Regions from separate parts of the Mus musculus genome. Here all the other regions are linked to region 3. A link is a contact called in public HiChIP or PLAC-seq and promoter capture Hi-C data. All regions are on one chromosome and are shown on one strand. The core of a region is the stretch at or near the end of the contact, and the rest is flanking DNA. Distances in the headings are between cores, read along the strand shown. Region 1 holds the start of Large2 (LARGE xylosyl- and glucuronyltransferase 2). Region 2 holds the start of Harbi1 (harbinger transposase derived 1). Region 3 holds the start of Creb3l1 (cAMP responsive element binding protein 3-like 1). Region 4 holds the start of Slc35c1 (solute carrier family 35, member C1). Region 5 holds the start of Mapk8ip1 (mitogen-activated protein kinase 8 interacting protein 1). Region 6 overlaps Phf21a (PHD finger protein 21A).

Evidence for each region. Promoter capture Hi-C pulls out the DNA fragments that hold promoters and counts their contacts. HiChIP or PLAC-seq counts read pairs in DNA pulled down with a chosen protein or histone mark.
Region 1: an HNF4G HiChIP or PLAC-seq map of pancreatic cancer cells shows a contact between it and region 3. The contact joins the promoter of Large2 here to the promoter of Creb3l1 in region 3. A contact is called at or near these places in 8 of 39 promoter capture datasets (the C10 cell line, cranial neural crest, embryonic stem cells and 2 more), 2 of 484 Hi-C or Micro-C datasets (both in embryonic stem cells), 9 of 115 datasets of contacts at active chromatin or transcription factors (embryonic hindbrain, embryonic midbrain, embryonic stem cells and 4 more) and 3 of 9 other capture datasets (adipose tissue, embryonic stem cells and liver).
Region 2: a contact with region 3 is called in a promoter capture Hi-C map of neural stem cells. The contact joins the promoter of Harbi1 here to the promoter of Creb3l1 in region 3. A contact is called at or near these places in 1 of 39 promoter capture datasets (neural stem cells) and 1 of 9 other capture datasets (adipose tissue).
Region 4: a contact with region 3 is called in an HNF4G HiChIP or PLAC-seq map of pancreatic cancer cells. The contact joins the promoter of Slc35c1 here to the promoter of Creb3l1 in region 3. A contact is called at or near these places in 5 of 39 promoter capture datasets (embryonic stem cells, liver and neural stem cells), 1 of 484 Hi-C or Micro-C datasets (embryonic stem cells), 8 of 115 datasets of contacts at active chromatin or transcription factors (the SCID.adh cell line, embryonic forebrain, embryonic stem cells and 5 more) and 1 of 9 other capture datasets (embryonic stem cells).
Region 5: an H3K4me3 HiChIP or PLAC-seq map of bone marrow-derived macrophages shows a contact between it and region 3, with 2.7 times the contacts expected there. The contact joins the promoter of Mapk8ip1 here to the promoter of Creb3l1 in region 3. A contact is called at or near these places in 1 of 39 promoter capture datasets (embryonic stem cells), 2 of 115 datasets of contacts at active chromatin or transcription factors (bone marrow-derived macrophages and forebrain) and 1 of 9 other capture datasets (embryonic stem cells).
Region 6: an H3K4me3 HiChIP or PLAC-seq map of embryonic stem cells shows a contact between it and region 3, with 4 times the contacts expected there. The contact joins the enhancer-like site here to the promoter of Creb3l1 in region 3. A contact is called at or near these places in 2 of 39 promoter capture datasets (embryonic stem cells and stem cell-derived epiblast-like cells), 1 of 15 datasets of contacts at CTCF or cohesin (the NIH/3T3 cell line), 3 of 115 datasets of contacts at active chromatin or transcription factors (embryonic stem cells and stem cell-derived neural progenitor cells) and 1 of 9 other capture datasets (pancreatic islet).

Annotation. Positions count from the first base shown.
Region 1 is chr2:92,368,414-92,372,726 of GRCm38.p6, reverse strand. Large2 (LARGE xylosyl- and glucuronyltransferase 2) reads left to right here and starts at 1,670. Exons shown (of 15, transcript NM_172670.3): 1 at 1,670-1,746; 2 at 1,834-1,988; 3 at 2,064-2,161; 4 at 2,468-2,550; 5 at 2,744-2,867; 6 at 3,066-3,237; 7 at 3,355-3,459. The coding sequence starts at 1,889.
Region 2 is chr2:91,709,265-91,713,235 of GRCm38.p6, reverse strand. Harbi1 (harbinger transposase derived 1) reads right to left here and starts at 2,384. Exons shown (of 3, transcript NM_178724.5): 1 at 1,985-2,384; 2 at 371-1,156. The coding sequence starts at 1,040. It overlaps Atg13 (autophagy related 13), which reads left to right and starts at 2,644. Exons shown (of 17, transcript NM_001355419.1): 1 at 2,644-2,989.
Region 3 is chr2:92,021,592-92,025,562 of GRCm38.p6, reverse strand. Creb3l1 (cAMP responsive element binding protein 3-like 1) reads left to right here and starts at 1,393. Exons shown (of 12, transcript NM_011957.2): 1 at 1,393-1,559. The coding sequence starts at 1,458.
Region 4 is chr2:92,456,776-92,461,045 of GRCm38.p6, reverse strand. It overlaps Slc35c1 (solute carrier family 35, member C1), which reads left to right and starts at 1,252. Exons shown (of 2, transcript NM_211358.2): 1 at 1,252-2,379. The coding sequence starts at 1,848.
Region 5 is chr2:92,399,074-92,403,503 of GRCm38.p6, reverse strand. It overlaps Mapk8ip1 (mitogen-activated protein kinase 8 interacting protein 1), which reads left to right and starts at 2,241. Exons shown (of 12, transcript NM_011162.5): 1 at 2,241-2,475. The coding sequence starts at 2,378.
Region 6 is chr2:92,328,545-92,332,475 of GRCm38.p6, reverse strand. It overlaps Phf21a (PHD finger protein 21A), which reads right to left. Exons shown (of 19, transcript NM_001362829.1): 10 at 1,668-1,961. Among named protein-coding and RNA genes, the nearest start is that of Large2, 41 kb to the left of the region's middle. Within about 2 kb of position 1,700, at least 11 of the 459 cell types and tissues checked have an H3K27ac peak or open chromatin away from gene starts, as enhancers often do. A contact at or near this core is called in embryonic stem cells, where this site is marked.

The DNA.
Region 1 (4,313 bases), core at 421-2,920, 350 kb before region 3:
AGGGGGAGATCTCAGCTCCTAAGGACTAGGCTCACTTGGGCTTTCCTTTCCTTGGAAGACTCCCAAAGGGCTTCTTGAAGGTCCAGCAGATTTTTTCTGCCCTTCCCTCTCACTACCCCACCCACAGTGCTGAAGTTTCGACAGGATCCACATGAGTGACCCAAGTGGGATCAACAGAGTTAGTATCTCCACCAGCTCACCTCTCTTTATGAAATTACCTTGGTCTAGGCTCTGCCTGTGACCCTCCGTGCTCCTTCACATTTTGATTCCCACAACCATTGCTCTGGGTTGAGGGCCACTCTCATCCACCCCTGACCCAGATCCCAACTGCACAGCAGGCTGAGGATGACAATGGAGCACCGGGACTCAAAGCCCTGCACACCAGGGTTTTCTCTTAATTCCTAAAAGTCCAAGAGGCGGCTTTCGGTTTCCATAGCAACCGCTAAAGACCTACAGGCTGATCCTCATCTCCCAGAGAAAGGCATTCCGATCACGGGAGCCAGCCCCAGGCTACTGTTGATGGATCTGCCTCCCTTTATACAACTGGACTTTCCCGCTAAAAGGCCCAGCTTGAGCTGCTGGTGAGGCCCTTACCTTAAAGGGCAGGTCCAAGTTCTCACCCAGTTTCCATACACACATTGAATGCCTGGAATGTGCGTGGAGGTGTGGGAGGTGGGGGCTACCTCCCAGAACAAACAGGCAACTTCAACTTCCCTTGAGGACCTGGGAAAATAAGTAAGAGATGTAGAGAAAACTACATTCCAGGAGGAAGGGCAGGGGCAGGTCTTGAGGTAGAAGACCCGCCACAGCTGGGAGCCTACAGGAGCAGTGAAAGGCTGCCTGCCTAGCAAGTAGCCAAAGGCTATAGGTAGGTTCCTTTCACTCTTCAGGGACAATCTCATCTTGTGTCCTTCGGGTGATGTGAGGATTACCTGAGTAAAGACTTGGCAAACACTTAGCTCAGGGCTTGGCATTCAGTCTGTGCTGAACCGACCGTGGCGGGTCTCCTTCACAGTCCAGAGCTCCCTGCACCCCTACAGGGCAAAAGGCGTGCCGGAGGCCCGCTGAAGGGTGGAGAGAAAAGGGAGGAAGAAATCCAGGCCTTGGAGCCCGGCACAATCACAGCTTTCTAGACAAGAGTGGGGGATGCCTGGCCCTGCCCCAGCGGCAAGGAGGCTCTTGGCCAGCAGGAGGGGAGGTGGCCTTCAAAAGGGCACAGTGCCCGCATCTTCCAGTCTGCTTCTGGGTAGGGCTAAGGGCCAGGGAGGACGCCTGCAGGCTACAGGTGGCCCCAGCAGGCCCAGCCTCCTGTCGTCGAACTGAGCAGGTGTCCCTAACCTCTGGGCCGGACATTCCTATCCCATCCCCACTACCCTCAGCTTCCTAAACTTCCGCGGTGTGTTTGCCAATTCTTTGAGAGTCATCCGTTCCTCCCCTTAGGAATGGAGTCCCAGAGCCAGGAGGGTGCAGGTAGTGGGCACAGGACCACCCTGGGTAGCCGTCCCCAAGGCCTTTAGCCCTCCCCGTGCCATGGTGCAAAACCACCCTAAAAGGGGTTGAAGGTTCCCAGACCGTGCGGTGCAGGGGCGGGGCCCTGCCGGGGGTCTCCCCGCCCCTTCCAGCTCAGCTAAGCAAAGGTGAAACCTGAGCCCAGGTTGGGGGCGGGGCTAGTTCGCGATTCTGACCGGGACCTGACTGCAGGGCGGTCGCAGGAGGAACAGGGCCTTCCCGGAGCCACTGGAGCAGGTGAGGCCAGCTGCTGCGCACAGCAGGGCGAGTAGCCGTCGGGCCCCGCGGTCCAGTGCTCATCTTGCTATGGTCCTTGGTCCGCAGGGTCGGTGATGGAGCCCGCAGCCCGGGGTCGCGCCCCGCCCTGAGTCCCACAGTCATGCTGCCCCGAGGTCGCCCCCGGGCAATGGGGGCCGCCGTGCTGCTGCTGCTGCTGTTGCTAGTGGTTGGCTTCTTCCTGTTCGGCCGGGACCCGGATTGTAAGCGCCGGAGCTGGGCAGGGGAAGAAGGGACCCTGTGTGACCGCTGCCTGCTCACGCCACGTGTCTTTTCAGATGGACTGGGCACAACTGCTACCCTCGATGAAGACCCGTACAGGAGTCGCAACCTCTCCGCCTCCAGCCCGCAGCTTCTACTGCCACCCAAGTGCGAGGTAGTTGTGCCAAGTGCTGCCATCCCCGAGGTTCCTGGCCAGTCCAACCATCTGGGCATTTGTGGGAACCACAGCACCTGACATGTAGCTACCCAGCTGGGATACCAGAGGACGCTTGCAACGCACGCCCCCCACTCCTGTTCTAATTCCTCACTTATGAAATTGAGGCGTTGCATCTAGGCACCCCTTCTCCCCATCCCCACCTCCGCTCGGATGCCAGGTGGGGCTACACTGTTCTAGACCAGGATGGCTAAGCTAGCTAGTAGAAGTTGAGGGCCGCTGCTGACCTAGGTGTCCCCTCCCCAGATGTTGCATGTGGCTATCGTGTGTGCGGGATACAACTCCAGCCGAGAGATTATTACCCTAACGAAGTCCCTGCTATTCTACAGGTACAGACAGGCCTGGATGAGGGTCAAAAACCTGCCCGTAACAAAGCCCCACTGTTCTGAGTTTCCTTTCTTATGAAGGGGGCCACCAGAACATTCCCAAGAGCTCCTTGTAGCAGACAGGGCTTCCTCCCGTGGGGAGAATCCTGTATTGTTCCCGCACAGCCATGTTAGGCTAACTTTCTCCACCCAAAAGGAAAAATCCGCTGCACCTCCACCTGATAACTGATGCCGTAGCCAGAAACATCCTGGAGACACTCTTCCGAACATGGATGGTGCCAGCGGTGGTGGTCAGCTTCTATGATGCGGAAGAACTCAAGGCAGGAAGAACTCTGCGCTCGTGCTCAGCTAGGCCCACCTTCTTCTTCCTTTCAGCAGTGGGTGGTGGGAGAGGAAAAACTCTGTCCTACTAGACCTCCTGGAGCTGAAATCTTTCATCCTTTGGGGGGGGGGGGGCGATGGCTACGTCCTGCTGTGCCACTTGCTATGTTATCTCTACCCCCGCCCCCTCCGGACAGCCCCTGGTCTCCTGGATCCCCAACAAACACTACTCTGGCCTCTATGGGCTAATGAAGCTAGTACTTCCCAGCATCCTGCCTCCCAGCCTGGCCCGAGTCATCGTCCTGGATACCGACGTCACTTTCTCCTCTGACATTGTGGAGCTCTGGGCACTCTTTGATCATTTTTCTGGTGAGACACCTGCAACCTTGCCCTAGCCTGCCCCTTCCCCAGCTTCCCCAGGCCACTGCTCTGGATAAGCCCAGAGCCCACATCCCCAGGCAGCTCCCTTCCACCCTCCCCTCCCAGACAAGCAGGTGGTCGGTCTCGTGGAGAACCAGAGCGACTGGTACCTGGGCAACCTCTGGAAGAACCATAGGCCCTGGCCTGCCTTGGGCAGGGGATTTAACACAGGTGGGACAGTGGTGAGGGAGGCAGGATTGGGTGGGCTGTGGGCCTCAGGGGTGGGGTGGGCACAGAATGCTAGGAAGCCCTCCCAAAAGAGCTCTGCCAGTGCTTTGGACCAGACCGTGGGTAAAGAGAACTCACCTAACTTTTGTGTTTGTACCAAATGGTGGTGCCAGCTCTTTGTTCCCTTTGAGACTCTGTTTTCCCATCCACATAATGGGAAGAGTTGAGATAACCCTGACGTGGGGAGGTTTCTGTGAGCTGAGGAGTATATACAGCTCCTCTGTACCCAAGGGAATTATGGACAATTGCATCTGAACCATCAGAAAATATAGTCCCGTGTTACCAGTTTGGACGTATTCTGAGGGATTTGCCATTAGGCAATTTTGTTGCTGTGCACACACCAGAGGGTGTGTTTACACATACCCAGATGGGCTAGCCTACTCTTCTCCAGGCTGTGGTGTGGCCTGGGAACACCCAGCATGTTACTGGGTTGAGTGCCTACTGACAGCCAGGCAGCTGTAGTTCAATGGCAAATGTCTGTATAGCTGAAACTGGAAAAGGCATGGAGGAAACGTACCAGGTAGAAGTAGGTTGGTTGGTCGGTTTGACAAGGACTCATGCATCCAGTCTGTCTTTGAACTTAACTATGTACCCGAGGATGGCCTTGAACTTCTGATCCTCCTGCCTCTGTCTCCCCAGGGCTGGGACTCCAGGTATATGCTCTCTGGTTAATGCCAAGCGGGGGCCATAAGCCAGGGCTTTATGCATGACAGACACGCACTACGACTGAGCTACCCCAGCGCTAGCTGGTGACTTTTTATTTCATTTAATCATGTACCATCTGCAGTGTATGCTTT
Region 2 (3,971 bases), core at 1,135-3,634, 310 kb after region 3:
TCTCAAAAATCGCTAAAAAGTAATAATAATGAAAGAACCCAGGCTGTTGAGATGGCTCAGTGGATAAGAGCACCCGACTGCTCTTCCAAAGGTCCAGAGTTCAAATCCCAGCAACCACATGGTGGCTCACAACCATCCATAACGAGATCTGACTCCCTCTTCTGGAGTGTCTGAAGACAGCTAAATAAATAAATCTTAAAAAAAAGAAAGAAAGAAAGAAAGAACACAAAAAGGCCCAGAGAGTTCTCTCACCAGAGGTCACAGGCTAAACAAAGAATGAAGAGTAAGACTACAGAACCTCAGATTTCACCCACTCTCCTGCATAACTTTTCTATGGACATAAACTGAAAATTTATACTTGCAAACTTACCAAGAAGCCAGCTATCTTTGGGCATCCCAGTTTCAAACTGACTGGTTAAAGAAGACCGCTGTAGCACAGCACAGTCCTGGAGGCTACCTGGCCAGCTTGTCTCCACAGTCATCAGTGCCCCTCTGATGTCACACACCACCAGGCAGTTTAGAGAATGCAGACCCTTTCGGTTCACGTAAGAGAGGTCTTCCGCATTTGGTGCCTTGATTGCTACATGGATACAGTCAGCCACCCCTATCACCCCTGGCATCCCTGCCAATCCATAGAATTCGTCCTTTAGAGACTGTACGGCAGCTTCATCAACTGGAAAGTGAATAAACTGTGAGGCCCGTTCCACAAGGGCTTCAGTGACATTTGCAACGCAGCGACTCATAGAGGCCTGGCTAATTCCAATTGCATCTCCCATCCGAGTCTGGAAGGACCCTGAGGTATAAAACCCTAATGCTGCCAGGATCTGTGTCTCAGGGCTAATAGCCCTAGATCTCTGAGTAGGCCGAGAAAGGCTTGCCCCCAAGAGTTCCACTAAGAAGTATATGAATTGTCGGGGGAATCCATACATGGACATCAAGTATTCGTCAGTCACATCATCCAGCTTAAAACGGTCCAAGGTCCGGTGACCTCGGCCATACAGCAAGAGATCACAGTCAAGCACTGTTATTGGAATAGCCATTGCTAATGTGGAGGTCCTCTTCTATCTGCTTTTCCCGAATTTTTCCCAGCGCAGTAAGTATCAGAATTCAACAGCTAACCATCAGTTAAATGGCTCTGACATTTATAATCTTCTTTCTGTAAATGTTAATTAAAAGAAAAAAATAATTAGAAACGTGATCCAAACCATACCAAATGACTCAAAACCTACACCTTTTTCAGCCATTCACTTGTTAACTCTAGATTTATCTCCACTGACTCACTATTGTATGACAAACTTGATCTAATTTGCAGACAATAAGAGTTCAATCCCAGTGGCTCATCTACTGCCTGGCATTTCAACTGAGAACAACACATGAGAACAAACAATTTACAAGGTAAAAGAGGTCTGTGGCAACCAGGAGACAGCTGACAAGTTGAAAACACCTTAAGGGTTACTCAGAGGTTTGTTTTGCAAAGCCCTATGGCTCCACAGATGAGGGAGTGCTCAAACCAGTCCAACTAGAGATGTAGAACAAAGGGGGGGTGGGGGGGGGGGAGAAAGGAAGAAAGACAGTCTGTGGCCCTGCCTGGGGACCTACACTGTCTGCTGTAACAGGCTTTCCCTTCATCTCAAGAGACCCAAATCCCGAAGCTTTAGGCTAGAAAGGAAGGAAGAGTATAAAAGGAAGGAAAGGAGGAAAAAGCTAAGTGAACCAGGTAGGTCTGGAACACCGAGGCCACTTTTCAACCCGCTTTCAAAACAGTATTAAGGGACAAAGATGGCTCCGAGGGCACAGGGTTTGCCTGTGAAGCCTGGTGAAATAAATTAGTTGGCTATCTGAGATCCATATGGTGGAAAGAAAGAATCGTCCAACACCCTTGCCACATCACGCCCGCCTCCAAAACATAAATGTATTTAAAAAGTTTATTCCTTTAAAAGCCGTGTAAGTAAAGATGCCCCAGCCAGGAATGGGCTCACTGTACTTGGGAAGTGTAGACCAGAAGATCATGTGCGAGGCAAGCGTGGACTACGAGCACCAGTCAAAACAAAGTAAAACAAAACAAAAAGCTCCTAAGGCTGGTCCAGCCTGTAATGTTAGCATTCTGGAAACTGGGTAGCATCGCCGCGTGCTCCATGCCTGCTGGAGCTACATTACGTTCAAAGCTAACCTGAGTTACACAGCGAGACCTTGTCTCAAAAATAGTAAGATAACCAAAGTCTGGCTGCTCGACCCAGAATAACCGAACGCTGATCGCCACCTTTCCGTAGCTACCGGATTAACCGGAGCACTCTCCACCCTCGGGGCCGAAGAAGGCCCGCCTCCGGAACCCACGGCCGCACACAAGCCGCCACGGTGCGCAACAGCCGCACCTCCCCTTCCGCGTCAGCGCCCGCCCCACGCCGCGTCATCAGCACCTCGGCCACCGCGGCCTGCGCTTCGCTTCCGTACATTCTACACGAAGCCCAGTCTCCAACTCCCTAAATTCCTTCCCAAACCCTTTTTTTTCTCCTAAAAGGCTTTAAAATTAATCATATGATTTATTTCTGGAAATAAGCCGCCTTTCTTGAAGACTCTGATGTACAGAAATATTAAATAGGTCGTTTGTGGTGTAGCGAAAGTGCAGCTGAATTTAGGCAGCTGCATTTCCTCCGTAGCGCTCTACCTCCCCACCGCCTGCACTGAAGCGGATGAAAACAAACACTAAGGATGGCGGCGCCGGGCAGCGACTGGTTGCTGGCTTAGGGCGGGAGAGATCGTTTGACGTGTGAAGGGGAAGCTCTGAGAAAAACCAGTCCACACCAGTCCGACAGCTTTTTCAGTTCTGGGATCCCGGAGCCTCGTTAGCGTGAGATATCTCTCTGCGACCTGTGCTGTCACTACCGCCCGGGAGCGCGGAACCCTCTGCTGGGAGGTGCAGTTGGCCGGCCCCAGGCCCCGGCCTCCGGAATGAGAGCCCGGAGCCACTCTCTGTGCCGTAGCTTCGCAGGTACTCACTTTTGAGGGTAATAACCCCCGGATCTTTCAGCGCCCCCGAGTGGGAGGTCACTGATCTGTGTTCCCTTGGCCACCACCTTGGGGACGCCCAAGCCAAGCAACCGAGGTTCAGTTCCATAATCCCCTGATTATGTTTTCTACGAGAAGTTGGGTTGGTGTAGACCCTGTTGGCTCTTGAGGCGTCCCAACCGTTACAGACATCCCCCGAAATTTTCTTGCTACTTTATTGTCTCTTTGAGTTATGTCAAAAAGATCTATTGGAGAACATTTGTAGGGCCGTAACTCCGGTGTTGGGTATCAAGGTAGGTTAGGTAAGTTTTCAGTCAATCAAAAAAAATTTTTAATGCCAAGTATGAAGTCCTCCTGTAAGTGAGGGTGACTTGACTAGTGAAAAAGGGGACTATGTTCTTACTGGCAGTGGAATAACCTGCGAAAACCTATTCTCATTAAATCTCTGAATTAAGTGGCTAAGCACCTTCTTGGGTTGTAAATCTCTCATTCACTTTTTTCCTAGTTAATCTGCTCAATCTATCCTCAAGGTAACATTCCTTTGTTGGCTCCCCCCTCCCCACTTCGGTGGTAGCCCGTAGCCCAGGTTGGCCTTAAACTCCTGTGCTTCAGTTATCTTCTTCACTCAGCCTCCTGAGGAGCTGAGAATACCGACGCAGGCTGTCACAGGCCTAGGTTGGGATAGTTGGAAACAGGGTTCACCTATGCAGCCAGGGTTTGTTTGCCTTGAGTTACTGATCCTCCTTTCCCGGCATCGTAAGTGTTGAGATTATCTAGCATATACCATCATGTCTAGTTTTGAAATTCTCCTAATGAAATATGTATAAATTTATTTATATGTATATGTTTATATGTATACAATAATTATATATCTATACACAAACACATACGTGTTCTTACTTGAGGTTTAACCTATCACTCTGCTCAGTCTACTACAGAGCTATATTCACAACCAATTAATCTCT
Region 3 (3,971 bases), core at 144-2,643:
GCCCCTCCCCATGTGAACACATACACACACACATACACACACACACACACACACACACACACACACACACACACACCATTGTGGAAAGGTATTTTCTGAGTCTGGAAGAACAGACTCTTGCGTCATCTCCCCAACCCAGGGAGGATAGAATTCCCTGACTTTGGTTTAATCCAGGGTTTAATATCAAACTGAAAAAAGCCTGACACTGTGGTGCACCTGACTGAAGCAAGGGGGAAACTAAGTTTGAGGGCAACTTGGTCTACAGAGAGTGTTCCAGGCCAGCCGGACCTACATAGACACCCTATTTAAAAAAAAAAAAAAAAAAAAAAGGAGAGAGAGAGAGAGAAGATGAAGAAGAAGAAGAAGAAGAAGAAGAAGGAAGAGGAGGAGGAGGAAGAAGAAGGGGAGGAGGAGGAGGAAGAAGGGGGAGGAGGAGGAGGAGGAGGAGGAGGAGGAGAAGAAGAAAGAAGAAAGAAGAAGAAGAAGAAGAAGAAGGAAGAGGAGGAGGAGGAAGAAGAAGGGGGAGGAGGAGGAGGAAGAAGGGGGAGAAGGAGGAGGAGGAGGAGGAGGAGGAGAAGAAGAAAGAAGAAAGAAGAAGAAGAAGAAGAAGAAGAAGAAGAAGAAGAAGAAGAAGAAGAAGAAGAAGAAGAAGAAGGAAGAAGAAGAAGAAGAAGAAGAAGAAGAAGAAGAAGAAGAAGAAGAAGAAGAAGAAGAAGAAGAAGAAGAAGAAGAAGGAGAATTAGGCGAATTTGGCTTCCTAGTCAGTCCTCAGTTTACAGAATCGTGGCTTGTAAAGCCATCACAAGCCGTCCAGGTTTCACGAAGCCTACAGTTTCCAGGATAATTTTGCCTTTATCCCCCTTATTTGAGCACTCAGAGAGCTGAGCCAGCCAAGGAAACCTAACAGACACACGTCTCTTTAAAGGAGAGGCGACGAAGCCCCAGCCACGCCCTCTACTCATTAATATTGAGTTATCGTGAATATTGATGTGGGGGCGTGGCGCCCGGGCCAGCTGGGTTAACCAGCCCCGGGTTCCCAGTTTCAGACTCCGGAAAGTGACAGAAGCCGCGCAGAGGAAGAGACCCAGAGAGATCTCTGCGACTCGGCAGCCACCCATCCTCGGGGGAGCATTGAGCTCCCCCGCCCCTGGCTCCCGCCCGGCCTGGGGGGCTCCTCCAGCATCGGCCCCACCCCCGGGCTCCCCATGGAAGCCAGCTGCGCCCCGGGAGGAGCAGGAGGAGGAGTCGGCTGAAAGCCCACGGTGCTTTCGGCGCCGCTGCCCTAAGGCCCCCCAGCGCCCCCGACCCGCGCCACCCCCACCGCTCCTCCCCCGGGGCTCGCCCGGACCTGCCCCCCGGGCCGCCTGCCCGCGCCCAGCCGCAGCCCGGTGCGGGGTTCGCCGCCGCCCTGGAGTGAGGAAAGCGCAGCCCGAAGGGGTCCCCTGGAACCCGGCGCGATGGACGCCGTCTTGGAACCTTTCCCGGCCGACAGGCTGTTCCCGGGATCCAGCTTCCTGGACTTGGGAGACCTGAATGAGTCGGATTTCCTCAACAATGCGGTAAGAACGAAAGGGTCTCGGTTCCCCTTTGCACACAACTCTCACCCCTCTCCGCAGAGCGCCTGGAACCCTGCAAAGACCCGCAAGAGCCAAGGAGGGGGTTCAGCACAGGGTCCCTTGGATGGACACGTGCTAGGGTTTTAAGATGGGGCAACTAGTTCCTTGGACGCCCCTCTTAGACCAGGAGCCTAGAGAGTAGGCTCGCAGCTCTCGCCCCACACCACTCCTGGGGACTCAATCCAAGAACACGTTGGCCTCTGGCTTCTAGAGGAAGGGGACAAGGAGGCGTAAGGGGCCTCTGAATCTCGACATGAACTAACGAGACACCAATCCTCACCCCAAACCCCACAGCCCGCGCGCGGCATAGTCAGCCATAGTCTTCCATCCGCCCTCCACCCACCCCAAGGTTCTGGAACCAGACTGGGCGCAAAGTAGAGGAGCTCTTTCCTGCGCCCTCTTTAGGGCCTCGGTGGCTCTGGGGCTGTATCTCCGCCTGGGGGCGCACAGGGGTGCTTTCCCAGGCCAGACGCCCGAAGCTTCTAGGGGGTCAGAGGCAGACCCAGATACAGAGCCAGACCCAGAAACTGAAGAACCCTGCTCTGGCCTCCCTCCCGGGAAGGCAGTAGGGGGTGGTGGGACAGGGAAGCACCGGGTGACGTCTCAGAAGACCCTTTTTTTTTCCTATCAGTCTCTTGGCCACTGTACTTCTTGTCCCTAAGTTCCCTGTGGTTCTGCTAACTTTGTCTCTCCCTGTGGCTTCATGACTGCTCCTAGCTGTGAAGTTATCCTCCTTCTCACTCCTTTCCCCTTCTTTTCTAAGGAAACGTGGCTCTCTCTTATTTCCTTTCACTCTCTTTCACTCGGGCTCAGCCCTAAGACTTGATGGAGGAGGAGCATGGCTGACAGACAGATACACACACACACACACACACACACACGCACACGCACACGCACACGCGGTGGGGGGGGGGGGGGGCAGGATTCAGGGGCTCATCCTGAAGAAACGTGGGCTGTTTGGAGAATCTTCTGGGAACCCACCCCCACCATGGAATGAGCCACATTTGCACACCCCTCCACCCCACACACACCAGAGACCAAACACATGGCTCCCCACCTGTTTGTCTCTACCTCTTGCTCTAACAAAACTTAAGCAGACAAAGGCCTTAGATGTCATTGAGTGTCCTGCTCAGCTTGATTTCGCGTCTCCATCAGTTAGGGAGTCATGGGGTGACAGATCTCCCAGGCATTCTCAAGCAGCATGTCCCGGCCTTGCTGTCTGAGGGAGGTTGTTCAAGTCTTAGTCTTCTACATCAGATGGAAGGAACTAGGAGAGATGCTTAGTCTTAGGAGAAGTGGCAACACCCTCATCCTGCCTCTGTTTCCCTTGTGAGCCTGGGCCATGCGTGTCTCTCTTTCCCCCTCAGGCCTCCATTACCTGATCTGTAAAATGGAGGGAAACCGGGCCAGTGCTTCCTAAGGATGGTTCTAGATGCTTCCCAGGAGTAAAACAACAGCTTCCTGAGGGACCACATAGCCCTCTTGGAGCAGGTAAAAGATTCTGCTCAGAGGGAAAGAGGTTTGTTGGGGCCCAGGCTCCAGGGACAGTGCAGCTGGGGACCGACTGAGCTGGGCTTTCTTCTCAATGAACGCTGCAGCCTGCTCTGCTCTGTAGCTGCTCTTCTGGCCTTGCTCCAGTGCAGGAAAGAATTCCTGATGCGCAGTGGGACACCAGAAGGGAATGGCCAGCTGGGGCCACAGCCCTCATCTGGACCAGGGTTGGATAGTCATGGCGAAGAGGTTTCCAGGAGGAGAGGGCTCCTCTCCTGGCTAGAACATGGAAATTCTACATCTGCCTCTGCTTCTGCCACCAGCTAATGGAGCTGTTCACATAGACTTATGCTCTTCAGGGCTTTGATTCCCTTATCTGTAATGGGAGAGCATCTTTCCCTGTAGCATTATTGTAAGGACTTGGTTAGAAGATTAACATAGCCAGGTGGTGGTAGCACACACTTTTAATCCCAGCACTGGGGAGGCAGAGGCAGGGGGATTTCTAAGTTCGAGGCTAGCCTGGTCTACAGAGTGAGTTCCAGGACAGCCAGGGTTACACAGAGAAACCCTGTCTTGAAAAACCCCCCAAAATTAATTAATTAATTAATTAATTAATTAACATAAAGATGATGTAGATTAAGGCCTGCCAAGGAAGAGACCTGACTTCTTCCATGCACTGAATGAAGGAGACAAAACGCTCAGCTGGGAGTTGCTGGGTGACTTTGAGTGAGTCCTGTTCCTTCCCTGGGTCTTCAGGATAGGAAGGATGTGTCTACTTGGAAGATGGAAATTTGTGTCTTCAGTGTCCTTAAAAATCCCTAATGTGGGCCATTAAAGCTACATGGGGACTCCATGTGCCCCACC
Region 4 (4,270 bases), core at 3-2,502, 440 kb before region 3:
TACTAATAAAATAGTAATTGAAATACTTTAAGCGAGACATCTTTATAACCAACCACATAAGCAATAAGTCTGGAACCCACTGTGTTAGCCATTTCCATAATAAAACCAGCTCAACCTAGGGCAAACTTGCCTGTCCAACAATGGTGCTAGGGAGAAACCAGAGAAAAGTCAGCCCTTCCAGATGCCCAGGTGTAAAAGACCTGGAGCTAATGGCCCACTCAAGCCTGGTTCCCGGGACTGAGAAGGGTACTCTCGTAGGGGAGTGGCGGCATCCGCAGTTCTCCCAACCACGCCCTTCTGGAAGCACCAGCTTGGACCCATAGGGCCAAAGATGCATCTTGTCAAGGGATGCGCCAAACGACAGTAACAGAATGGAGGAGTCCCAGGCTAGCTGGGGTGGAGGGTGGGAGATGGCGTTGACCTTAGATAAAGGAAAGAGGCTTTCTTGATGGGCTCCCGTGGGTAATCGCCCCACCTTGCCCAAAGCCCGACGTGGCAGGAAGTCGTACTGGGGGCGCGGCTTGGGCAGCGTTGCAAGTTCAGCCGAGGGTGGTGCTGCAGGTGCACCCGAGGGCACCGCCGAGGGTGAGCACCAGGTCCCTGCATCAGCCAGGACACCAGAGCCCAGTCGGGTGGACGGACGGTACGTTCTGGAAGGGAAAGGGCCCCGGGAAGGGGATACAGCATTGAGAAGCTCAGAGGCTTTGGTCTGGGCATCCAGAATGGACTTTATCTGGAGGAGGTGACATGGCTTCTCGCCTCTGGAAGTGCTGCTTGGATCTCCGGGACTTCATGTCCTGACTAGGTCTGGAAGCGGTGAAAATAGGGGTAGGAAAAAAGGAGAGGACTGCAACAAGGTCTTCCCGAGTGGCCTGAGCTCGAGGGACGAGGGAGGTGCAACGGTGGGGAGCCGGGCGCAAGGGCTGGGCGGAGGGAGGGGGGGGGTCTCCCTAAGCAGAAAGGTGGTATTCCATTTTCTGGGTAGATGGTGAAGATGCACCTGACCGAGTCTGGTCGATCTGAAGATATCAGGGGAAAAGATAGTGCGGGTGGAGGGGAGAATGACAGAACCTTCCAGAAAATGGGAGAGGCTATAGCACTTGCAAACCCTTCCCTGATCTCCGGGGACTCCCGGAAGAAGAGGGCAGGTCTGTGGGCATAGGTGCAGACTTGCCGGGGAGCTCTTGACGGCCGCGGGAAGTGGCAACGGCCTGCGAGCTGGCCCTTTAAGGCGGCTCGTAGGCGTGTCAGGAAATGCGCGCAGGGCCCGCCCTGCTCGGTAAGTGGCCCGGGACCCGCGTCGCTGAGCCGGAACTTGAATTCGGCTCGTGGCAACCGCAGGGCCTTGCTCCGGTCAGGCCCCTGTCCGTGTCCCTCGAGACGCCTTCCTGAGCCTCGGTGATCTCCCTGCAGCACGCCCTCCTTTCGGCTCTGCGGGTGCTTCCGGGGGTTCCCGCAGCCCATGCTTCCCACGCGGTCCGCGTCCAGTTATTTCCTCCTCCGCTCCGTCCTTCCTTCGCTCTCTCGCTTCCTTTCTCCCTGCGACTCACGTGTCCCCTGTCCTCAAACTGGCCATGGCTGTCAAAGCCCACATCCTTAGTTAGGCCCCTTCTCCCTTCCCTGGGTCTTGTTTCGTGACACCACCTCCCTCCCCCGCCCCGGGAGCGAGCAAGATGAGGAGCGGTGCACCTCGGCAAATCCGGAAGCAGAACTTCATCCAAGAAGGAGGGGACCGATAGGTCATCCCATGTGACAGTTGAAGGCTGCAGCCACAGACCCTAGCTGCTTGAAGCCCTGTAGTCCAGGGACTGCTTCTGGCCGTAAGGTGACCCAGCTCTTCTGCCACCATGAACAGGGCGCCTCTGAAGCGGTCCAGGATCCTGCGCATGGCGCTGACTGGAGTCTCTGCTGTCTCCGAGGAGTCAGAGAGCGGGAACAAGCCATTTCTGCTCCGGGCTCTGCAGATCGCGCTGGTGGTCTCTCTCTACTGGGTCACCTCCATTTCCATGGTATTCCTCAACAAGTACCTGCTGGACAGCCCCTCCCTGCAGCTGGATACCCCCATTTTTGTCACCTTCTACCAATGCCTGGTGACCTCACTGCTGTGCAAGGGCCTCAGCACTCTGGCCACCTGCTGCCCCGGCATGGTAGACTTCCCCACCCTAAACCTGGACCTCAAGGTGGCCCGAAGTGTGCTGCCGCTGTCAGTGGTCTTTATCGGCATGATAACCTTCAATAACCTCTGCCTCAAGTACGTAGGGGTGCCCTTCTACAACGTGGGACGCTCGCTCACCACCGTGTTCAACGTTCTTCTCTCCTACCTGCTGCTCAAACAGACCACTTCCTTCTATGCCCTGCTCACCTGCGGCGTCATCATTGGTGAGTGGGACTGGGGGCGTGGGGAGCAGGAATCGTAAAGATCAATACCACATTACTCATTATCTGTCCCAGGTCTTTTGCACCACCAGTCATAGGGAGAGACCTGTAGAGAACAAATAACTTCCTTACTGTGACTCAGTAAGTTAGGGATCCAGCCAAGGTGAACATAATAATGTTAGGCAGACACTACAGCAAAGCCAGCCAGACACTCAGATCTAGCTAAGCATTTGAGCCATGTTAATGTAACGGATCCCCATTACAAGGTATAATATAGCTGCGTTTTATGGAGAGAAACCCAAGGCACAGAGAAGCTAAGTAGCTGGGATCACACAGGTAATCACTGACGTAGCAGAAATTTGCACATAAGCAGTTACCTCCATAGGTTACACTCTTGACCAACACACCACTGTTCTCAAGAGGTCAAGGGTGAACTCAGGTCATCACAATTGGCACAAGTACCTCTACCCACTGAGCCATTTCAGTGGTCCAGTCAATATGTGTGTGCTTTAAGAGGCTTTAACTACCTTCTCAGATGTGACCATAAGTAATTAATTACCGATAGGAGCGTTGTGCTGATCATTACACTTGTAGCATCCTCTTTATTGTACCCATAAGCTCTCTGAGTGGCGGCATCTCTGTGAAACTGCAGCTCGGAGAGGCTGCGCTCCTTGCCACAGCCCCACAACTAAGAAGCAGATAGTCTGGGACGCAGTCCCCAGTTGGTCATACTCCCTGGCCTGTGTTTCAAGCCAGTCTGCTTTGCTCCTGACCCTTGGGAGTTAGCGCAATGAAAACCAACACTATCACTACAGTCTAAATGTGCTTTTAAATGAAAGCCCAGGAACTTTGAAGCATCCGGCCCCTTAACGGCAGCCACTATGTCCTGATTCCGCCAACATCTTTTCAGTGCCCGGCAGTCACATGGAGCAAGGGCCTCTTGGCTTGGACAGCATGTGTTAGGGAACATGTTTGCCACTTTGAATGAATTTAGTGGCTGCTGGGTTACAGAGACCAGGGCATCTTTCCCCTCAGAGTCCTGAATGAACGAAAAGCAACCTTCATTTGTACCTGCTCTGGATTTTAGTTCGTCTTGTTTGGCCTATTTAGATGTCCCTGGTGTCTCTGAGGCCCAGGCTGGGTGCTCTAGATGTAGGGACCAGGCCAACCTGTACTGTCTTCCCTAGAAACATTGCCCTGGTTGGGCAGCTCCTGGATCCAGGGTTAAGGGGTCTGGGCGGAGAGAGGTCAGATAGTGGCAGGATGCCTCCCACTGCCCCCACATACATACCCTAAGAGATCTGGTACTCCTCCTTCCAGCCTACAAGCTACCGTGGGGTCCCACTTCAGTCCACCAGCCCTGCCAACGTTAGAGGGGATGGGCCTCCTAGTAGGAGAACTTACATGCAGGAAGGTACAGTCTCTGGAGAACCTGAGCCCGGGTCCCCAAAGGGACAAGTAGCTGATAGTGAGGCAGCTGAGCCCCATGGCGGCCTGCCCAAGTGGCACGGGAAAGTGGAGCTCTCTGCTGCCCCCACTACTGGCCCCATCTCTTGGCTCTCCCCTCCCTTCCTCCTGTGGAGAAGGCCCATCTCTGGAAAGGCCTCCTAGACATGCGGCACTTTGCAAAGCCTGTCGGGCTCACAGCCCCTCTAGGGTCTAGGACCTTGAGAATGAAGAATGGAGTCACTTCTAGACTCTAGTGGTAACCACCAGGAGGTACAGGGTGCTCTGACTGTGCAGGGAAACCCACCGTGGGCTCTGCTGAGCCAAGTGCCTGTGAGGCTGGAGAGTCTGGTGCCCTTGTTCTGAGATAGCATCTTGCTATGTTGCCCTCAAGTCCCAGGCAACTGGGGCTGCAGGAGCACCACCTTGCCTCTCTCCAGCTTCTTGA
Region 5 (4,430 bases), core at 992-3,491, 380 kb before region 3:
CTGTGGTATGCTAGCAACAAAAGTCAGCCCAAACCACACAGGGTACCAAGATCAGTTCCTGCGTGCCACCTCTCAGTAGTACTGAGTAGCCTGTTGAGATCCAGAGTACTGCGTCCATTCTTTATAATGTGCTAAGAAGGTATGTGTGCCCTCTAGACACAGTTAAGGAAGCTACTGCCAAGCCTGAGGCCTGGATGCTGGCCCTGTCTTGTACCATCTGGCCAGAATGCCGTGCACATGGGTGTTCCTGGTGCGAGAGGGGCTCATGCAAAGCCAAAGAAAATCACAGTCTGCTCTATAAACAGAAGGAGAGCTTTACTCTAGGGCACATCTCATTCCTGGCTCTGCCTCCAAGCTTCTGCTGGCCTACTTTCTACTAAGACTGGCCTCCCTCTCTGGGCTTCTCATGTAGCTTTGGCGTGGCTGGAGAAGCTGAGATACCTTTGTTCTTGAGCAGAGGTTCTATGAGAGGGAACTGTCCTACATACTCACACACTTCTGACCTCCTGGGGATGCTGCCCAGTGGAGACAAGCACACATTAACCATGCTAATCAGGCATGGCTGCTTTCCTGGGAGGGAGGGAGGGAGGGAGGGAGGGAGGGAGGGAGGGAGGAAGGTGCCTTAACAGCAGATGGTTTGGGCAGGGCCTCCTGTGAGAGGCCTGAGCCAGAGCAGAGAGTTAAAGTGACCAAACCTTTACCTCTTGAAGCATCAGTGGCAGGGAGGGGAGAGGCAGCCAAGGCCTCTGGCTTTAGGTTCTGGAGTGTTCTCAGGGCTGAAGCAGGGAGATTGAGTACTACAAGGTAGGTGCCTACGCTTCTTGCTGGAAAGGGGAAGGAGGCAATCAAGTTTGCACAGACTGTAGAACATTGGTCTGTCCTGCTCCATTTATGTGAAGGGCAGGGTCTGTGGCCAGAGGTGACCTGGCAGGGAGGCTCTCTGAGCCACCAAAAACGGGGACTCGAGTCTTGGTAAACGGTGTTGTGTGAGAAAACCCAATAGAGAACCAGGAAGAAAGCACAGCTAGACCCAGAGTGGGTGCAAGGAACAGAAGCAACCACAAAGCTCTCAAGAATCCGGCCCTGGGGATGAGGAAGGTCCTAGGCCTTAGGGTAGGAGAAGCCAGTTCAGGACTGTGTGAGTGCAAAAGGGGTGCTAGATAGAAAACGCAGTGGGAAGACAGGTGCTGAGAACTGGGCACAGGAGTTCACACTAATCCCCCAGTTTAGCAGGAGACTCAAGAAGATTGTCATCAGTTCTTAGTCAGCTGAGGCTACATGGTAACTTCCAGGACAAACTGGAAATGAAAGAAAAACAAGTGATGGGGTAGTCCTGGCATACAGAGGCTTCACAGGGCTAAGAAACCAAAAGCATCACTCAGGTTATCAGGGGTGGTCAGGGCTCAAGGGGGTCTTTGCTGAAGGAGGCAGAGGCAGGAGGATCACGAGTTGGAGGCCAGCTTGGGCTACACATTTTTAGGCCGGGCATGGTGGCGCACGCCTTTAATCCCAGCACTTGGGAGGCAGAGGCAGGCGGATTTCTGAGTTCGAGGCCAGCCTGGTCTACAGAGTGAGTTCCAGGGCTATACAGAGAAACCCTGTCTCAAAAATCAAAACAAAACTAAAGGGTGGGTCTTGATAGAGGTGGCCTTCAGAGATTTCTGCGGGAGGTGATCCCAGTGCACAGGTGGGTGTTCCCAGCTCCCAGGGACAAGTATTTCTATCGTTTTTCTTCCTCCCCATGCTCATGGAGGGCTCATATTCCATTTCACACATGGGAAAGACAAGCCTTGGAACTATGAGGTCACTAATGCAATTCTCCACTGCCTGTTCACTTGTGGAACCAAGCTGTGGTCTTAGGTCACCTGGCCCCATAGCTGACTGCTCTTGGACCCCACTCCACCACCATCTCTCCTTTCTCAGCCATCTTCTGTAACCCTTTTCCTACCCCAGTTGCTGTGGAAGGCCAAAGACGGACTTGGGGAGCAGGATCTTGCCATCCGCTGATGCCCTCGATCTAGGTCCAGCTCTGAGGAGAGCAAAGCTTTGCCAGTGCTTGGAATGTCCCTGGGATGTGTAGGGAGGCCGAGGGGACCCAGGGCCACGGGATCGAAGCGTCAGCACTTCGGAGAGCGCCGGGGCGGGGCGGGGCGGGGGCGGGGCCACAAGACCCCAGCCGGCCCGGGGGCGCGCGCGGGGCGCTCTCGCGGGGGCCGCAGGCGAAGCGGCGCGCTGTCCGGAGCCGCGCCCGCCCCAGCTCAGTCCGAACCCCGCGGCGGCGGCGGCCTCCTCCACGCGCCTCCGCTGCTGCCGCCGCCGCCGCCGCCGCCGCCTCCCGCGCCGCTCTCCGCCCGGATGGCCAGGGCTGCACCCCGGAATGGCGGAGCGAGAGAGCGGCCTGGGCGGGGGCGCCGCGTCCCCACCGGCCGCTTCCCCATTCCTGGGACTGCACATCGCGTCGCCTCCCAATTTCAGGTAAGGATCGAGGCCCGGAACCTCGGGATCCTTGGAGACCCTGAGGGCGGCGTCCTTTCCCGGCCGAGCCCCCAGCCCCCACAACCTCCAGTCCAGGTTGGTGGCCACCGCGTGGCCCCCCGCAGCTCCTTCTGCCATTCCGTGTCATGGGGTGGGGTGATTGAGGTGGATCTGGGGCAGGAACCTGGGAGGTCGCCTTTCCCCTCCACCTTGGCGGGAGTGGGTCTGGGGTTTGGATGGAATTCCCGGTGCAGCAATCCGCCCAGACTTTATCCTGCCGCGTTCAAGGTATCTAACCCAAGGTGGAAGTAGGCTAAGGGGTTGGGGGCCCAGAGGCCCCAATTCAAAACCCTTGGTCCTTTAAGAAGAGTCGTGAACCCCTCTCCCAGCTAGCTTGGCCAGATGGGTCAGATTGCTAGGCGATCTTGGACAGGGTCTTCTGAATTTGGGCAGCTCCCTGGTCAGTTGTATCTCAGGACAGGTGCAGAAGGATTGGCCTCAACCAGTGAAACCCAATTTGCTTGAGGGAGGGGAATCTGCCTGTGGATATCCAGGGATACTGTTGGGGGGTCCCCACTGTGTAAAGACTCAGGACACCGAACTGAGCTCCTCTTTGACCCACCCCTCCATCTGATGTTAGACCAGGTGAATGAATTTCAGAGATGTAAGGCATGATGTGTTGAACCGGTGACTGTCCTCTCTTCACCTTTTCACACACATACACACATACACACACACACACACACACACACACACACACACACACACACACACAGAGAGAGAGAGAGAGAGAGAGAGAGAGAGTGACGAAGAAGAGAAGGGTGTCACTGCTCCAGAATGTAGAAGCTGAGACATACCTCATTGTTTCCCCATCAGGAGCAGGCGCCTTTCTCTCTCCTGGGACCCTTGCTCCAGCCAGGCCCCAGCTGGGCTCTGGCGCCAAGTTGTCATCTATTGAAGGGGTCTCTAGCTCCCAGGTCCTCAGGTGGGCAGACACACACACACACACACACACACACACACACACAGACACACACACACACACACACACACACACACACACACACACACACACACACACGATCTTAAATGGTATGATCAGGCCCTGAATCCTCCAAGGAGGCCCTAAACCCAGCTGAGAGAACCAGAAGGAGGGGGCCAGAGGATGGTTCCAAACCTGAGGAAAGCCTCCAGGCTAATGCTTCAGATTCTCCCTGGTAGGTCAGGCCTTTGCAGGGGAAGAGAATTAGCTGCGAGGGACAGAGGTTCGAATCCTGTTTCCACTGCTTCCTCGCTGCCTGATCCAAGCTTGCTTTTGTCTTTGGTCTCATCTGTGGAGTGGGTTAATTAATATTGATTCCTGCCTGGGAAGGAGACAGTATGCACCAAGTCACTGTTCAACAGGTAGCCGGCCACACTGGCAGAAATCTGTACAGCTTGTTTCTGTCAAAGTGTTTCTCCAGGGTAGTTCACTGAACCTTCACAACCATCCTGAGGGCCCACCCTAATCTGCCCTTTGCTGAGCTGAGGCGATGGAAGATAAGGAAGGCAGAGGGGCTAGCCTAGGAACCACAGAAAAATCTGACTGGAAGGTCAGGACTGGAACCTGAAACCAGGTCTCAGCCTTCTCTGTTCCCTCTCCCTATAGGCCCTATCTCTGGCCCAGGGTAGGCTCACACCCTATTCTGGCAGGAAATTGTTTATCATACAGGCCCGAGAAGCCAAGATGAAGGCTACTAGCCAGGGAATGTGTGGCCAACTCTGGGCTATGTAGAGCGGGGGCAACAGTATAGCAAAAGGCTGAGTGAGGAGTGGGCTGGCCTGCAGGACACTGTGCCCTAGCTGTGAGACAAAGCGGGCTTTGGAGATAACACTGGGCAGTGGGGCCCTACATGGCCTACTGCCTACTTCAACAACCCCCACTGCCCTTTCTCTTGTCCTGCTTCAGCAGCCAC
Region 6 (3,931 bases), core at 451-2,950, 310 kb before region 3:
TGGCAAAAAGCTTTTTCTTTACTTAGCAAAAGGTAAAAGAGAAGTGATGGAAAGTGGCACTGTGCAGTCACCTTCTGAGGTGCACAGAGGCCCCACAGCACGACTAAGACTCAGCACAGCTTCAAGGACTTGTCCCTTACGCCCCTGTACTTGAGCACACGACTTTCCATATTTAAGCACCAAGGCCCGACTGCCACACAGTCTAAAAACTTCTGATTTAGTTGGTGTTAGTAATTTGTTTCAGAATAGCCCTCATAGCACTTCCTGGTGTTTGGGCAGGCTCTGCAGGAATGGTGATGAGCTGTCTTGTGTGTTTCCTAAACACAAAGTTTTATAATTCAACTCTGCTGCCTGGGAGTGTGTATGCAAGATTCTTCTGTTTAAGAAGGCCAAGGCAGCCTGTGACAACCCCACCAGGGGCCGGGCTCTCTGAATCATGGTTGGCCACCCGCTCAGGCAGAAGACTGAGACTCACCAGAGACTATTTTCTCATGGATGAGAGACCAAGTCTGAGTGATTAGAAACAGCCCAGGACACTGATGGTTTGAGACAAGCACATGATTGAAAATGTTCATAGTAACTAACTACTACAGGTAAAATTTTGTAAAATATTTCAGAAAATGCATAAGTTGGGGGAGAGAATCTTCTACAACTTATATTTCTGTGATGTCTGTATCCTTAAGTCACATGTATTATATCTATATAATCAGAAAAGGAAAAGGAAAAATAAAATGGAAATTAAAAAAAACAAAACAAAACAACTTTTTCTTTATAAAGTCAAGTGAGGTTTAGCGATGGGAAATGGGACCATGAAGCCCTGTCAAGGAGCTCAGTGCTCTACAGCTAGAGGGCAGTCCTGGCTTGCAGCCAGGGCTGGGAGCAGGTGGCAGCCATCTTGCAGCCTAAGCCTCCTGGATTCCAAATTATAGACTGCCCCAGCAGGCCAATGGCTAGTTAAAGCAACTTCTTGAAAACTGTTTTTCTCTGAAGCCTACTGTTGTCACTGCTCTTTCTCTTGACAGGAAAGAGTGACGGTTAGAAATCCCTTCTCCCCAAGGCTGCTCTTGTGCCTTCAAGGTTTTATTTTTGGAGGTAACCAGTTTTCCTCTAGTCTTACTAACTTTACTAAATTATGATAAAAATCTGAATTTAGAAAATATAAAGGTAGGGCTTCAATGTTTGAACTAAAATAAAATGTCTGCTACATGTAGTCTAGAAAGTTACAGTTTGGTTCTATGTCATCTGTGATGATCAAGGAAGTTTCTGAAATGAAATCCCTTCTCTGCTTTGTTTATTGCTCCTGAGTGACGCTCCCAGTTGGGTCTTCACTTGGACTCTCAGTGGGTAAAGTAACCATGGTATTTTCTGTTCCAGTATGGGGTGCTTCCTCCCTGAGGCAGAGGGGCCTGTCTGTGAATTTCTGCATCAAAGCCAGCAGGGGGAGCACATTTACATAAGACTCTGAAGCCTTGGGAAAACAATTCAACTTAATTCAGGAGAAAGGCTCTTTTGAATGTGAGTGAATTATCATACAATAAAGTGATAGGATGTTGATTTGGTGCTGAGATGAAGAACACTTGAGAAAGAGTATTTAGAAAGCGTCCAGCAGCTGCTGTTTCAAGGGCAAGGCTATTGCCACAGCAGGTGCAGACACACTCTGCCCTTACCTGTTTCTCCAGGCTTGGTTTGCTAAGCTGTACAGTCTGAGGTCCAGGGAGTCTGGTCCCTGGAGTAGCTATGACAATGCTGGTGAGCTGGGCCATGGGGAACGTTTTGGCTATGGTTGCAGTCTGTCCATTGACAACACGGACAGGGTGGATGGAATTCTGGGATGTGGGGAGGGTTGTGGGTGTAAACTTGGTCAGCATGACAGGCCTCTGGATAAGCTGAGGAGCTGCAAGCATGGGAGGAGGCGCTGGAGCGATAGGAATGTTATTCTGGGCCACAGGCTTGGGTCGAACCTATGAGAGAGAGAGAAAAAAAATCTGCATTACCAGAAGTAGCAAGTCTTCCAGTGTTTCCAAGCATACTGGTACCAAGTGTGGCCCATGACAGTCTTCTTGTTTGTTTGTTTGTTTGTTTGTTTGTTTTTTGAGCCAAGGTTTCTCTGTGTAGCCCTGGCTGTCCTGGAACTCACTCTGCAGACCAGGTTAGCCTTGAACTCAGAAATCCGCCTGCCTCTGCTTCCCAAGTGCTGGGATTAAAGGCGTGCGCCACAGCCGCCCGGCCAATGACAGACTTCTAAGTCTGAATGTTTAGGTTAATTTAAAATGATCCCGTGATGGCTGCTACTGATACAGCAGCAAGACCTTGTTGCTACACCTATATACATTTCTAAAGCACAAAAGCTTCATGAAATCTACCAACATATCACATTAATTAATTTTAGTTTGAAAAACATGAACTAAACCTTTGATTCTTTCCTGAAAGCCTTTCATACAGCTGTTGTGAGAAAGAAAATAGGCAGTCAGCTGGGCAGTGGTGGCACACGCCTTTAGTCCCAACACTTGGGAGGCAGAGGCAGAGGCAGAGGCAGAGGCAGATGGATTTCTGAGTTCAAGGCCAGCCTGGTCTACAGAGTGAGTTCCAGGACAGCCAGGGCTACACAGAGAAACCCTGTCTCAAAAACAAACAAACAAAAAACCAGACAGACAAAAAACAACAACAACAACAACCCCCCCCCCCAAAAAAAAACCCAAAGAAACCAGGCAGTCCATATAAAGTGCCTAGGACTAGAGGCAGAGTCTCTGAAGATCAGCTCATGACATTTTAATGTCCAGCCTGTGCTTCCTGTCCATTTCCAACCTGTTGTCTACCAGCAAAAAGAGGGAATCTCTAAGACATCCAGTTAAGTATTTGCCTGTAAACACTTCCATAGACCCCCTTGCTGCTAGGACTCAACCCACATCTCTGCACAATGGTGACGATCCACAGGCTCGCTCTTCTCCAGGACACTTTTCCAGGATCTTCTTTAAGTCTAACCTGGGTAGCCTCATGGTCTCTGCACAGCCACAGCAAATCTCCTTGGCTTTTTGAATGTACATGGTGTGTCTCCACTCAAGACATGAAAGCCTACTTGGTACTCTCAGCCTGGGACATTTAAAAAATTCCTTCTTCAAAATATATCAGACAGACTTTACTAGGGTTTTAGGTCTCACATTGAATGTAGACTATTCTAGGAAATCATGAATGTACTTTCTCAGTCCAGAATGGTCTGTGTCCCATCCACACGTTCAGTCTACCGTACTCCCCTATGGACGCTAATACCCTATAGGCAACTGTGATGCTGCTGCAGCTGTGTCTTGGAAATTAGCATATTCAGGACACAATAGCTTGGAACGTTTGCTACCAACAGTAAAGATCTATCTGATAAATAAGAGGATGGTCTTCTCTCATGCTAGTACTATATGACCCCTCACAGACAGACTCCTTTTTCTCTGTGTCTGAAAGCTATACTCTCAGAGCATAAGTGTTGGTCTTTCTATTGGATGGACTGCTTGGGGTCGAGCAGAGTCAGTCTAGTTGCTGGGTAGAAAAGCCCGATGCAGACCCCTATGCCAACTCCTGTAAGCCAGGTGTCACAAGGGCTCGTCTGGCTGTTGATTCTCCTTCTAGTCTTTTTTTTTTTTTTTTTTTTTTTTTTAAAAAGGGGCTGCTTGCCCACTCCTCCCCCCCACTTTTAAAAAAGATTTATTTATTATATATGTAAGTAGACTCACTGTAGCTGTCTTCTGACAATCCAGAAGAGGAGGTCAGATCTCATTACAGATGGTTGTAAGCCACCATGTGGTTGCTAGGAATTGAACTCAGGACCTCTGGAAGAGCAGTCAGTGCTCTTAACCTCTGAGCCATCTCTCCAGCCCTCCTTCTAGTCTTTTTAGCAAAGTTTCCCTTTGCTAAATATGGCTATATTTCCCCCAACCAAGGTAAT